2 separate regions of the Mus musculus genome follow, and region 1 is linked to region 2. Evidence: chromatin contacts called from public Hi-C data. All regions are on one chromosome and are shown on one strand. The core of a region is the stretch at or near the end of the contact, and the rest is flanking DNA. Distances in the headings are between cores, read along the strand shown.

The links. Hi-C and Micro-C count contacts between places; a contact is called where the count stands out from the background.
Region 1: a Hi-C map of the N1E-115 cell line shows a contact between it and region 2, with 1.9 times the contacts expected there. The contact joins the enhancer-like site here to the promoter of Begain in region 2. A contact is called at or near these places in 1 of 15 datasets of contacts at CTCF or cohesin (the NIH/3T3 cell line), 2 of 484 Hi-C or Micro-C datasets (the N1E-115 cell line and pre-B cells) and 2 of 9 other capture datasets (adipose tissue and pancreatic islet).

Annotation. Positions count from the first base shown.
Region 1 is chr12:109,108,898-109,114,915 of GRCm38.p6, reverse strand. No RefSeq gene overlaps it. Among named protein-coding and RNA genes, the nearest start is that of Begain, 44 kb to the right of the region's middle. Within about 2 kb of position 3,850, at least 15 of the 459 cell types and tissues checked have an H3K27ac peak or open chromatin away from gene starts, as enhancers often do. A contact at or near this core is called in the N1E-115 cell line, where this site is marked.
Region 2 is chr12:109,065,169-109,070,826 of GRCm38.p6, reverse strand. Begain (brain-enriched guanylate kinase-associated) reads left to right here and starts at 2,610. Exons shown (of 7, transcript NM_001163175.1): 1 at 2,610-2,701. The coding sequence starts at 2,660.

The sequences.
Region 1 (6,018 bases), core at 2,601-5,100, 43 kb before region 2:
ACATTAGGCACAGCAACTAGCTGGAGCTTTATTTAGAGGTACCAGCTAGCTCAGAGATAAGCTCACAGTCACCCAGACAAGGTAACACCTGCAGACCAGGCGGCCACACTACAGAGCAGCAGCTTGAAATCTGTGAGCCAACAGCTCTCACGTCAAACACAGAGGCAGGATATCTGTCCCTAAAGTGGTCCCTGCTGTCATTCCCTCGTTCCAGAAGGAGGAGGAGCAAGGGGAGAGTTAGCTAGTCAACGCTGCTTCAGAGAGTCCTTTCAAGGAGCCTGAGATCTTGTGGGCCCACCCACCTTTGAGAAGCAGGAGGCTTACAGAGGACCAGGACAAGTCGGACAGTCCATCTGTGGAGGATCAGGACTAAGGTGTCCTCAGTACAAGGTGGTACATCCAGCAACCTGTCTTCCTCTCCTCCCTTCTCCCTTAGGGACCTGGCTTCAGCTGCTAGCCTTGAGCTTAGGGGCATTCAGGACTCTTACCCGTTGTATGGATCAGCTGCCTTCAGGAACAGCCTGACCCTGGACCAAAAGGCTGGAGCTATGGGAAAGTAGAGCTATAGAAACGTCCTTGAGACACAGCTAGACGCAAGCTGAAGCTAAGAGATTTTTTTTTCAATTCTTTTTATTTATTTACATTTCAAATGTTTCCCCCTTCCTGGTCTCCACTCCCAGAGTTCTTCACCCCATCCTGCCTCCCCTTTGCCTCTGAGTGGGTGCTCACCCACCCACCCACCGAACACATACACACACACACACACACACACACACACACACACACACACATATCTCCTTTCCCTGGGGCTTCAAGTCTCTACAGGATTAATTGTATCCTCTCCCACTAAAGCCAGACAAGGCAGTCCTCTGCTACATATGTGCTGGGGGCCATGGGCCAGCCCATGTATGCTCTTTGGTTATTGACTTAGTCTCGGTGCACTCCCAGGTTAGTTGACATTGTTGGTCTTCCTATGGGGTTGTCATCCCCTTCAGCGCCTTCAATCCTTTCCCTAACTCTTCCATAGGGGTCCCCAACCTCAGTCCAATGGTTGGCTGTAAGAGTGAGATTGACATTAACAGGATAGATGATAGATAGATAGATAGATAGATAGATAGATAGATAGATAGATAGATAGATCTCCACACAACAATGCACTGCAGGCTGGCAGGCTGGGCGAGCTTCAGCCCAGCTCCTCTGTGATAGAAGATTAAATGTGTGTCTTTATCCACGAGCACAATAAAGGCTCAGTACAAGCTGGCTGGCTCACCGCTGTTATTATTATTGACAACAGTGTTGTTATTACCGGATGGATCAGCTGGACATCTGTCACTTCTCTGAGCCACTTTGCACCATCTCCTCGGCACTCATCCTGCCGCAGGGAGCTATTGGGGGTGGGGAGGCTGGGGTCTTGGTGGGGGAGAAAGTGAAAAGCTGTGATTATCCTGAGTCCCAGGCTCAGCACAGGAGAATGTGCCCGCCCAGCCCCCCTAGCAATTACCCACAATGCTGGTGGCAACCAGCCAGATGTGCAGCAGCAGGGGAGGGAGCCAGCCGGTCCCCTGGAGCGAGTGGGAGACAGGGTCTTTCTGGAAGATTCTTGGGCCTAGCTTCCAAACCCTCTAGCCCCCAAGTTCTTAAACCCAAGACCCTTTGCACCAGTAGGCTTTGGAGTGTGCTTGTGGACTACCTGTCCTGGCCTCGGCCTTTCTGGCATCCAGCCAAGTTCTTTCTTGTCTCAGAGTGTTCACAAAGGCTGCGCATCTGGCCAGAATGTTCCCTCGAAACTTTGACCGCCTCCTTGGAATTCTTACTTAAATGTCCATTCTTGAGCCATCTTGCATAGGCCTTCAGTGACTCCCGGCCAAAGGATGGTCTCTGTAAGGTCCAGAGTCCTTCCAAGCCCACTTTGAAATTCCCTTACCTAAGTGTGTCCTAAAGGATGGGGACTGATGCTGGAAGCCGCCAGTTCCCCCAGGGAGACAAGCATGAACAGGAGAGGGCCCTGCCAGAGCCCAGCCTTTGTGCCTCCGTGGTTCCAACCTCCCTGCTGCTGAAGGGCAGCGCTGCTAACGAGGCATCTTTCTGTACACTCAGGCCAGGCTCATGTCTGAGCTAATTAATTTCCAGGTTCCACATGAATGCAAGCACTCGCAGAAAAGCCAGACCTAACGCGTAAGAACCCTGGAAGCCCAGAGGCCTGACAGCTCCCCATCTCTGGCTGCCTAACCAGTTTCCCATAGTGCTCAGGACAGCAGAGAGGGTGTAACTTGAGGTGCCCTGGCTCCTGGTCAAATCCAGATCAGAGGTTCTGGGGGGATGGGAACTTGGAAGTGGTCTGCCTCAGGCCATCTCTGTCTGCTGCCTTCTCGAGCTAGACTATGGACTTGCTGGGGCAAGGATCAAGTCAGTCTCATTTCTGGTCCTTAATGGCACCCTAAATAGTTGTGTTTTACAAGTACCTCCGGTGGGGGGTGGGGTGGAAAGAACTACAAACAATAGACAAAGCCCAGGGTTCTAGCTTCCTCCCAAATGGGCATCCATCCACTCTGGGTCCTGGGGGGCTCTAACTGACAACACTGTGAACATTGACAGCAAAGTGTCTGAGATTGCCTGGCTGAACTTCCATGGGGCCCAGAGCAGACCCCTCCCCCTGACTCCCCTTTCTGGGTCCAGTAAAGAAGGTGGTTCTCTGCGAAATGAAGTAGGTTAGCATCCTTATCGGAACCCTCAGGGCCGGATGTCTCGGGATCCTAAATCAGTTCACTTTCTGAAAAAATCGGGCATTGTCTTCACCTACCGTTACCAAGCATCTGAAGAAGCAGGAGCGGTACCTCCATCACATGTCCGTGTCACCATAGTGCATGCATGTACCCATTGTAGAAGCCAATACAGACATGTGGTGGTGCTAGCCCCTGGCTGCCTGCCTAGGCAGATGTTCTGGACTCCTAGAGCTGGCGGCTGACCATGCAGAGAAGCCTGCCTGGCTAGGTAGAGCTGCCCCAGCCTTGCCTCCCATTTCTAAACCTTGGAGGAAGGGTCAGTGTCTTAGTCAGAGTTTTACTGCTGTGAACAGACTCCATGACCAAGGCAATTACCATAAGGACAACATTTAATTGGGGCTGGTTTACAGGTTCAGAGGTTCAGTCCATTATCATCAAGGCTCATTCAGGCAGGCATGATGCAGGCAGAGCTGAGAGTTCTACATCTTCATCTGAAGGCTGCTAGCAGAATACTGGCTTCCAGGGAGCTAGGATGAGATTCTTAAAGCCCACACCCACAGTGACACACCTACTCCAACAAGGCCACATCTACTCCAACAGGGCCACAGCTTCTAATAATACCACGCCCTGTGCTGAGCAGATAGGAAACCATAACAGTTTCCTAAAGGGCAGAAGAACACAGGCAGGAATTGCCAAGGCTTAGATAGTGGTCACAATCCACTAGACTTGACATCCAGGCAGAGTCACTGCCCATTCTAGATCAGTTCCATCCCTAAAGGATTATAGGGCCTAAAACACATTGGCGTCCCCATTTTCCTTCCAGAAAGATGGGCCCGGGGATGCAATGGCCTAACAGCCCCTCAGGGGATAGGGCATTTGGGTGTGAGTGACAGAAGATAGCTTCCTCTATCAGAAATGCAAATAGGCCAACCCGGGCATTCTAACATCCGGGTTGGCTGTTCTGGTGGGTACCAGAGCCTCCTCAGCCTCCAGACCATTTTCCATAACTGCATATCTTCCAGAGCAGCAACAAGCAGTGGCTCCTTCTTGTGAATGGAGTCCCATTCATGCCACCTGGGCAGCAACCCCTTGGGACATTGGCCCCAGATCCTGCGCACACGCCAAGCCGGCTGAGCACAAGTTGCCAGTGTTGTGAAGCCAGCGCCCTGTGAACAATGCCTGCCTTCTCTGCGTTCCAACAGTTGACTGAGAAGTTCTCCCAACAGGCGAGGCTGCCTCCACACCCACCCTCCCCAGGGAGCCTTGACTTTTACCTCAAGCTCTACAAATTTTGGATCAAAGTGCTTGGGGTTCCCTCTCACTAACGAAAAGGAGACCCGGGATGTTCGAGGAAAGACTTTGAGATTTGTGGGCTTCTGGACACTTCCATCACTCCCTCCATAGGACTTGCAGGGCCCCTGTTCCTACCACTGGTTACAGAGGCATCAGCAGTGCAAGTTCCCTGGTTAGGATCTGCTCATGTGATGCCTGCAACAGGCAAGAGCTGGGCAGTGGCTCCTCCCACCCACAGCCAGGCAGGTACCTCCAGGTACTTTCAGGCAGCCCTTTTGAAGTCAGCTGGGGAACCACAAAAGCTAATTTCAAACTTCCCTTCTCTCCCAGTGTCAGTTCTAGACAATGCTTGCCCTGGCTCTGATTTCTGGGAGACGTGGACTAAATAAGGTAGGTCATTCTCATCGTTCCCATTCGGTGAGTGGACAGAGGGATAGAGAGATAGCCCAGCTTTCCTCCTCATAACTCTATACACACATGATATATTTCATACATAGGTGATCTGCCTCTTCCTTGTTCCCACCCTCTATGTAAGAATAGTTTTCATAGACAAGAATCCGTTTACTTCATCAACAGTTCCTCTCCAAGTCCAGTGTCTTTACAATGTGCCCTGAATGGTCCTACCAACCAGAGCCGTCTCTGTGTGATGAGGGAGCAGCCCATGTGACCACCCTCACTTCCAACCACCAGCTGCCACTCCATTCCACACAGGAGCCAACACAGGGCTTTTGGCCCCTCTGCCCTCTATGTTGCCTGCATGAGGGTCACAGGGCCTTTGCCTGCTCAGATGGGGAGGGCAGATGCTTACAGGGGTCTGGGCTTGACTCAAGGCAAACCTTTCAATATGGAGATTGGCGGATTTTGTTTTGCTTTTCTTCAGAATTAGGAAAAAAATGTGTGAGAAAAACATGCAACCCCAAATGTATATTTTTGTCTACTTTAAGTGTGCATAGTTCGGTGTCATTAGTGATACCCACAGTGTATAACCTTCAGCCTCACACCTGAAGTTCTAAACAACGGTCTCTCCCCCCCTCCCCCCCCCCTCTGCTTTCTGTCTCTGAATTGGCTTCCTCCAGGAAGTGCTTATAGCTAAACTATACAGTACTTGTCCTTTCACTGCTAGCTCATTTCACTCAGCATAGTGTTCTCCAGTTCATCCACAGAGTGGAAAGCAGCCGAACCCCCTTTTATTCTACTGTGGGGACAGAGCACCTCTTCCTACTTCATTCTTCTCTCAGGGGACACTTGGCTCCTTTCCCTCTTTTGGCTTTTCTGTATCTTGCTTAAAACATGGATGTCTAGACAGCTCTTCAAAATCCTGTCTCAGTTTGGGGAAGGTATGCTACCGTTTGAACATAAGAAAAACAAAAACAAAACAAAACCTTCTCATGTTGTGGACATGATCCACACGGTTGGCATTGCTTTGGGGGTGGGATGTAGCCGGAGGAAGTAAGTTACTGAGGATATGTCTCAAAGAGAAGCATGCTCAAGTGGAAATTTAAGGGTCCTTTGGAAAGTCAGTTGTGTCAGATGGGGGTTTTACCGGGGCAAACAGGGGAAGGAGTGTTTTTCTGAAGCAGACACAAGTAAACGGATGGTTTGCTAAAGCAGACACGCACAGGAACGGTTCACTGAAACAGACACAGTTGAGAGGATGTTTGGAGGGAGCATAAAGCTAACGCACGGGGAAGCGATGGAGGCTGAGCTTGGCTTGCTTGTGGAGCTGGCTGTGCGATGCTTGTGGGTCTCCCATCTTTCCTGGTCCTCACTTTGCTGAGGGACAGCCAAGAACTTCTCCTGGAAGTCCCTCCTGGTCTCTGTTGCTGACTCACGCTGATTCCACAAGGCCTGGCTGTTCCTGCTAGACGGTGCCGCCGCTGCTGCTACCCTGACACTACTGAACCGCACTGTTAATGTATCCATGAAGTGGCTCTGAATGGATGGAGCTGCTGCTGCTGACCTGTGAACTGAACGGCCAATTTCCTGACAGTGCAGAGGGGAT
Region 2 (5,658 bases), core at 1,361-3,860:
GGAACCAGGTTCCTTGCTGTAGGTTTGGGGAGACAGCAGGAACCTTGCCTGTAAGACCCACAGTGTGGCAAAAGGCACAACCCTGTGACGGTCTCAGGTGTGCAGTGAGTGACCAGAAAGGAGGAAGAGGGACCATGGATGAACGGGCCTCACTGAGACAAATGCTTCGCTGGGGTGGGGTCTCTCCTGCGGCTGGCCAAGTCCAACAATATACTTCTGGAGGAACAGCCGGTCTTCTGCTCCCTAGATGGCACAAGTATGCTGGGACAGTTATGGAACCCTAGTGTCCAGACATCTGGAAAGCTGATGAGGGTTGGGGACAGGAACTGAGGACCAAGGCCTCTACCACACGGGGTAGTGTTCCCCACGTCCACCCCAGCTGAAGACAGGCCTCCTCTAGGAAGTTCCTCCTGGGTTACTATGCTCTGCTGTTCTGAACGCAAAAGCCCTGGGCTCTCAACTGTTGGGATGCTCTTCAGGTGACACCCCTAGGCTTTCCTCTACCTGGGAGAAGGTCAGACATGGATAGGGGCACTGGGCCAGACGAACGATGTGCTCAAATCCTTGATCAGCTTTCTCCTTGCTAGTGGCCTCTGGGAAGGGGCATAACCTCTAAGCTTCCGTTGTACTGTCTGCAAAGGGAGCAGTACCACCTTTCACATGGAGTGTGACAGGGACAAAAGACCCACAGCCAGGGACAGCTGTCTCCCTGTCCCCTCCCACTGGTGGGAGATGAAGGGAGTCTAGTGAGGGAGGGATGAAACAAGACCTTAGGAACAACTCTAGAGTTGAAGGTTGAAGCCTTCCCAAGCAAGCCTGGCCTGAGTCTGAAGACTTCCGAAGTATAGCAGGCAGGAGCCATTGGCCCCTCCCCTTCCTCTCTAGCCATCTGTGCATTGGCAGCAGAGGAGGCAGGGCAGAGGAGAACAGCGTTCTGGCTTCACCTGAGCAGGACCCATCTCTAAGGGAAGGCTACAGCCCAGGGCAGGAAATATAGACAGAACCCAGTTCTATGGGCTACATCTGTGTTCTCTGTTTTTCCCTTCAGGCCTTTGGAGGCCTGTATGGGGGAAAGTAGGACTTTAAGGACTGTTCCATCTCTGTCAGGAGGACCGCAGTGATCAGGATTGGTGGCCCATGCTACCTCTAACTTCAGCATGGGTTAACTCAGATCCCCAGAGCAAGAGACACATCCACAGTGAGTCAGAAGTTAGCATAAGCTGGCCACCGTGGGCCAGGGCTGCCTTCTTGTACCTGCCTCAGTTGTGGTCCATACTCCTAGAGTTAGGAGGAGCATCCTGAGGCTCACTGAACCCTCCCCTTCCACACCTATTACAGAGTAATGTCCCTGGGGAAGATAAGGGACACTCCTAACTTCTACCCCACCCCCACCCCCGTGTCTGCCTGTTCCTCCTGGAGACTCACTTTTATTGCCTCTCTCTCTTCCTTCGCTGTCAGCACACTTTTCCTGTGCTGTCACAGTGCCTGAGTGCACCAGCTACTCCCCTAATTAAAGGAGAGAGAAGCTGCAATGTACACAGCACATAAGGCCGAGGGGTGGATGGTGGTGACAGCCCCGTGACAGCATGGATGTCCTCGCTGCCCCTGGACCGTACACTTAAAGGTGATTAAAATGCTAACTCTTGACATGTATGTTTACCACAGTACAATGTCAACATACGTGCTGTAGTCGCTGCTAGTATCCCCTTATCTCCCTCGGAAACCATTAACACTCAACCGTTCAGCCCACAGGCCCTGAGAGAAGCCAAAGGTAGGCTCTGCTGTCTTTTTCCCCCACCCCAGATCCTTCCTGGCCCCATGTGATTGACTCTACTAGACTGGAAAGATGCTCCCGGGGCAGAAGGGGGACCCTGGTTTCTCGGGACTTATGCTAGTTAGCTTCCATACGTGCTCCAGTTTGGTTGGGACTATCAGCACCACTATGCCAGTGTCTCACCCAGGGCCAGAATAACCTGACAAGTCCTGAGCGCTACTGGGGCCAGAGAGGGATGCTCTACCACAGTCACAGTTGCCCTCCTGAAGTCATGATTCCTTTTGGATTACTTCTTGGAAAGAAGGAGCCCCTCCACTATTATGGAGCTCCCAGACAGAGATTTACAGGCCAGTCTTGGAAGTATATAGGGGGGCTGCTGCAGTTTAAGGAACCCATGACAGGTATGGGGGCTAGGCATCGGCCAGAACTTGAAGGGCAGAGCAGTGGACTACACCCTTGGAAGTCACTGTCCTGTCTGTAAACTGCAAGGTCCCTGAGGGCAGGGACCTGTCTCTCACTGCCAAGTCAGTCCCTGGGGACCTGAGTGGCCGGTACACAGCAGGTACCTACTAAATGCTGGTACCCCACCCCCAAGCAGGGCCCGGGACACAAGGCGTTGCACCCCACACTCCTCCATTCATGCCCGCCGCCATTCATGCGCGCGGGACTCATTCACCCCGCGCGCCGCCATTCCGCGCCCTGTGCGCCCCGCGCCCACCACGTGCGCCCTGCCCGGCGCGGCGCGGGGAAGCGCCGGAGCAGCCGCGGCTGCGCGGGGCCGGGGCTGGCGGGGAGCCGGGCCGGGGGCGGGGGGCGGGCGCTCCCTGCGGGAAGCGGGGCGCTGGGGAGCCCCGGCCGCGGGCTCGGGCGCGCAGAGCCGGGGCCATGTGGACGGGTGGCCGGCGGCCGGGCCGGCTTCGCCGGGCGGTGAGTACCCGAGAGCCGGGCTGGCAGGGCGCGGGGCGGGGCTGGGCGGCGGGCACCACGCTGGGGCGGTCCCTGCGCGCGCCCGCGGCGGCCCTGGGTGGCGCCGGGGCCCGGGGCCCTCGCGCGGGGCGGGGCGGCCGGGCCTCCGCGGCTGCTTTGCGCGTGCGGCCTGAGGACTTGCGGAAGGCGGGTGTAGGGGGCCCGGCTGAGCCCACCCCGTTCGGGGGGCGGCCCTGGAGAGGCCGCAGAGCCGGAAGGAGACTGGCCAGGGACCGCTTCCCGAGCGTGGGCCGCGCGTGGGCCCGCGCATGCCTCGGGCACCTTCATCTCCGGCCGCCCTAGCAGGCCGCCAGCAGTCCTCCCCATGGACAGGCGAGGAAACTGAGGCTGGGCAGGCAGGGCCACTCTGCAGGCGCTGACCTGCTCACAGAGCCCCTGCACGTTGGCTGGGAATTTCTGCCCCTAGCATTTCCGTTTCCTGCCTGGTTTAGAGGTGTTTCATTCCTCGTGTGTGCCCACCCCATCAGAACAAGGTTCCTTTGGGGCAAGAGCTGCGTGGGCGACATCTCGGAATCTCCTGAGGGAGCAGGATGGGAGCTGGGAAGGTCCCCTGGAGCAAGGGCTGGCTGCAAGAGACAGACAGGAGCCATGCAGGTGTGCAACCCTGATGCCCAGGGTTGGTCCACCAGTGCAGTCCCTGGGCACATGTGGGGGACATCATCTTTCTGGATTCCCTTATCCTGAGGTCCCAATACCCTGGGCCCCTGGAGGCCATGGGATGCTCTCTTAGGTTCTCTGGGCCTCAGTTCCCCCACTGTCCAGGAGTAAGTGGTCTTTGCTACTCTCAAGTCTAGGCTATGAGAAGGTCTCTAGGAGGAAGCCCCTTTTCTGTGCTGTGTCTGGGCAGCCCAGTAGGGCAAGTGGCCTTTGGGGACGGCTCTGCCTGGCATCTGTGACAAGCAGGGCGGGGAGGCAGCAGCAGGGCCTGGCAGCCTCCTGCAAACCCTTAATTTTCCCACAGCTCACTATAATCAGGGCGGCTCTGGAAAGCAAGCACAGTGGCAGATGCAGGCGCAGGGCGAGGGGCTCCTGAGCAGCACCAAGGACCCTCCCAAGTTCCTGTCTCACATGTGTTCATTCCTGTGGCCTGCTCTGTGTGCTGGCTCCTGAGTAGTGAAGTGGGAAGTCAGGGATGCCTGGGGCCATGGCCTGTAAGAACTTCTCATAGGCTGGAGGTCAGGTGAGGGACCCACATAGGCCAAGAGCAGAATTCAGTGTGAAGCAGTCCGGACAAGGACTTACTTTCTCTTTCTCTCTCTGTCTCTCTCTCTGTCTCTCTCTCTGTCTCTCTCTTCTCTCTCTCTCTCTCTCTCTCTCTCTCTCTCTCTCTCTCTCTCTCTCTCTCGGCCTTGAGCATCTGGTTGGCCTGCAGTGGCTGCCATTTATAGAATACTGACTGTGTACTGGGTATCGTCATTAGCACCATCCCCGTAGCAGCATCCCGGAGAGTGAATGGACGGATAAGTGAATGAATGAGTGGATGGGAGAGAGGGACAGCAGTCAGTCAGCAGGGCTTGGACACAGTCCACAAGAATTCCCCACAGCTTCCAGGAGAAGACCCACAGGCTAAGCTGGGGGAGATGAAGTTAGCACTGGGTTAGCAGGAAGAGGCTTGCAGGGAGTGAGAAGGCGTGAGTCTGAGAACCACAAAAAGCATCCTGCAGAAATGTTCAGTCAAAGGCCAGGGCAGCCCTTCCAGTTTAAGACTCTGATGGTCAGAGCTGCAAACTGTGTTGGTCCACAGTTGTCCCAGGGTCCCCTCTCACCTCCCATCCTGCCTCAGAACTCGTCATGTGACTAATGGAGAACTTTGGACAGGGTTTGAAGCCCTAGGTTCCAGTCTCTGTTCTGGGCTGATTTGCTGTGTGACCTCTACAGAGCCTGGTGTCAGAGGTCAAGCCCCTAGGACAGCCTGAGGAGTGACTCAGAGCAGTCCCCAGCAGGTGACTGGTGACTGGCAGCTGGATGGTGCTATCCCTGTTGGGTCAGTCTTAGGAATGGGCAGATGGGTGAATGGGTTGAGGCATCCTCTCTGCTCACCTTGCATAGTTTCTTTGGACGCACACTATCACTTAGGCAAACCAGCCTTCAGGAGCTCATGGTCTAACGAGAGATGTAGATCCTAGCCAGCATAGCAGGGAATGGGAAGGTATTTCTATGTCCTACTAATCAAGAAGAGGCCAACAAATGAGCCTGGGAGTCAGCATGGTGCTTCAGAGGGAATCTCCTTCAGGAATGCAGCAGCTATCCAGCCCTAGGCTGAGCCAGTGAGCTGAAGTTGTGTCCGATCAACAAGCTTTGAACTAGGTTGGGAAATGGGGTAAGAAGAGAAGTGAAGAGACCATAGGTCATACGTTGGTGCATGCTGAGATGGAGGGGAGGGGAGATGGTACTGATGGGAGGGGCAGCGAGGTACTGATGGGAGTATGTATCAGGACAGACCAGTAGTAGGTGAGTAGAAAGCTGGAGAGATGGATGGAGGGGAGGAAAGCCTGGTGGTTATAAGAGAAAAGGAAATGTATGGGAACTGATGGAAGAGCTGATCTAGAGAGAGGACCCGATAGGTTGAGGCCTGAAGGCAAAGTGGATTGATTTCTGGTCTTGGGGCAAGATAGATGAATGGATTGGGTGGTTGTATAGATGTCAAGGGATATGTGGATACAGAGGAAACATCAAAATGAGTGGTTGTTGTCATGGGGGAATGGTTGTGTGAATGGTTTCTGAGTGAGTGCTGGGATAGGCAGGACCTTGAATGCCTGTAAGATAATAGAGGTAGAATCAGATGGACAGAGAGGTCCGAGCAGAGCGGTGACCGTGAATGACACGGAGACCTAGGTTCAGAAGGACAGGTCTGTGTACAGATGTGCACACATCCACCCATAAAGACAAGTCACAGG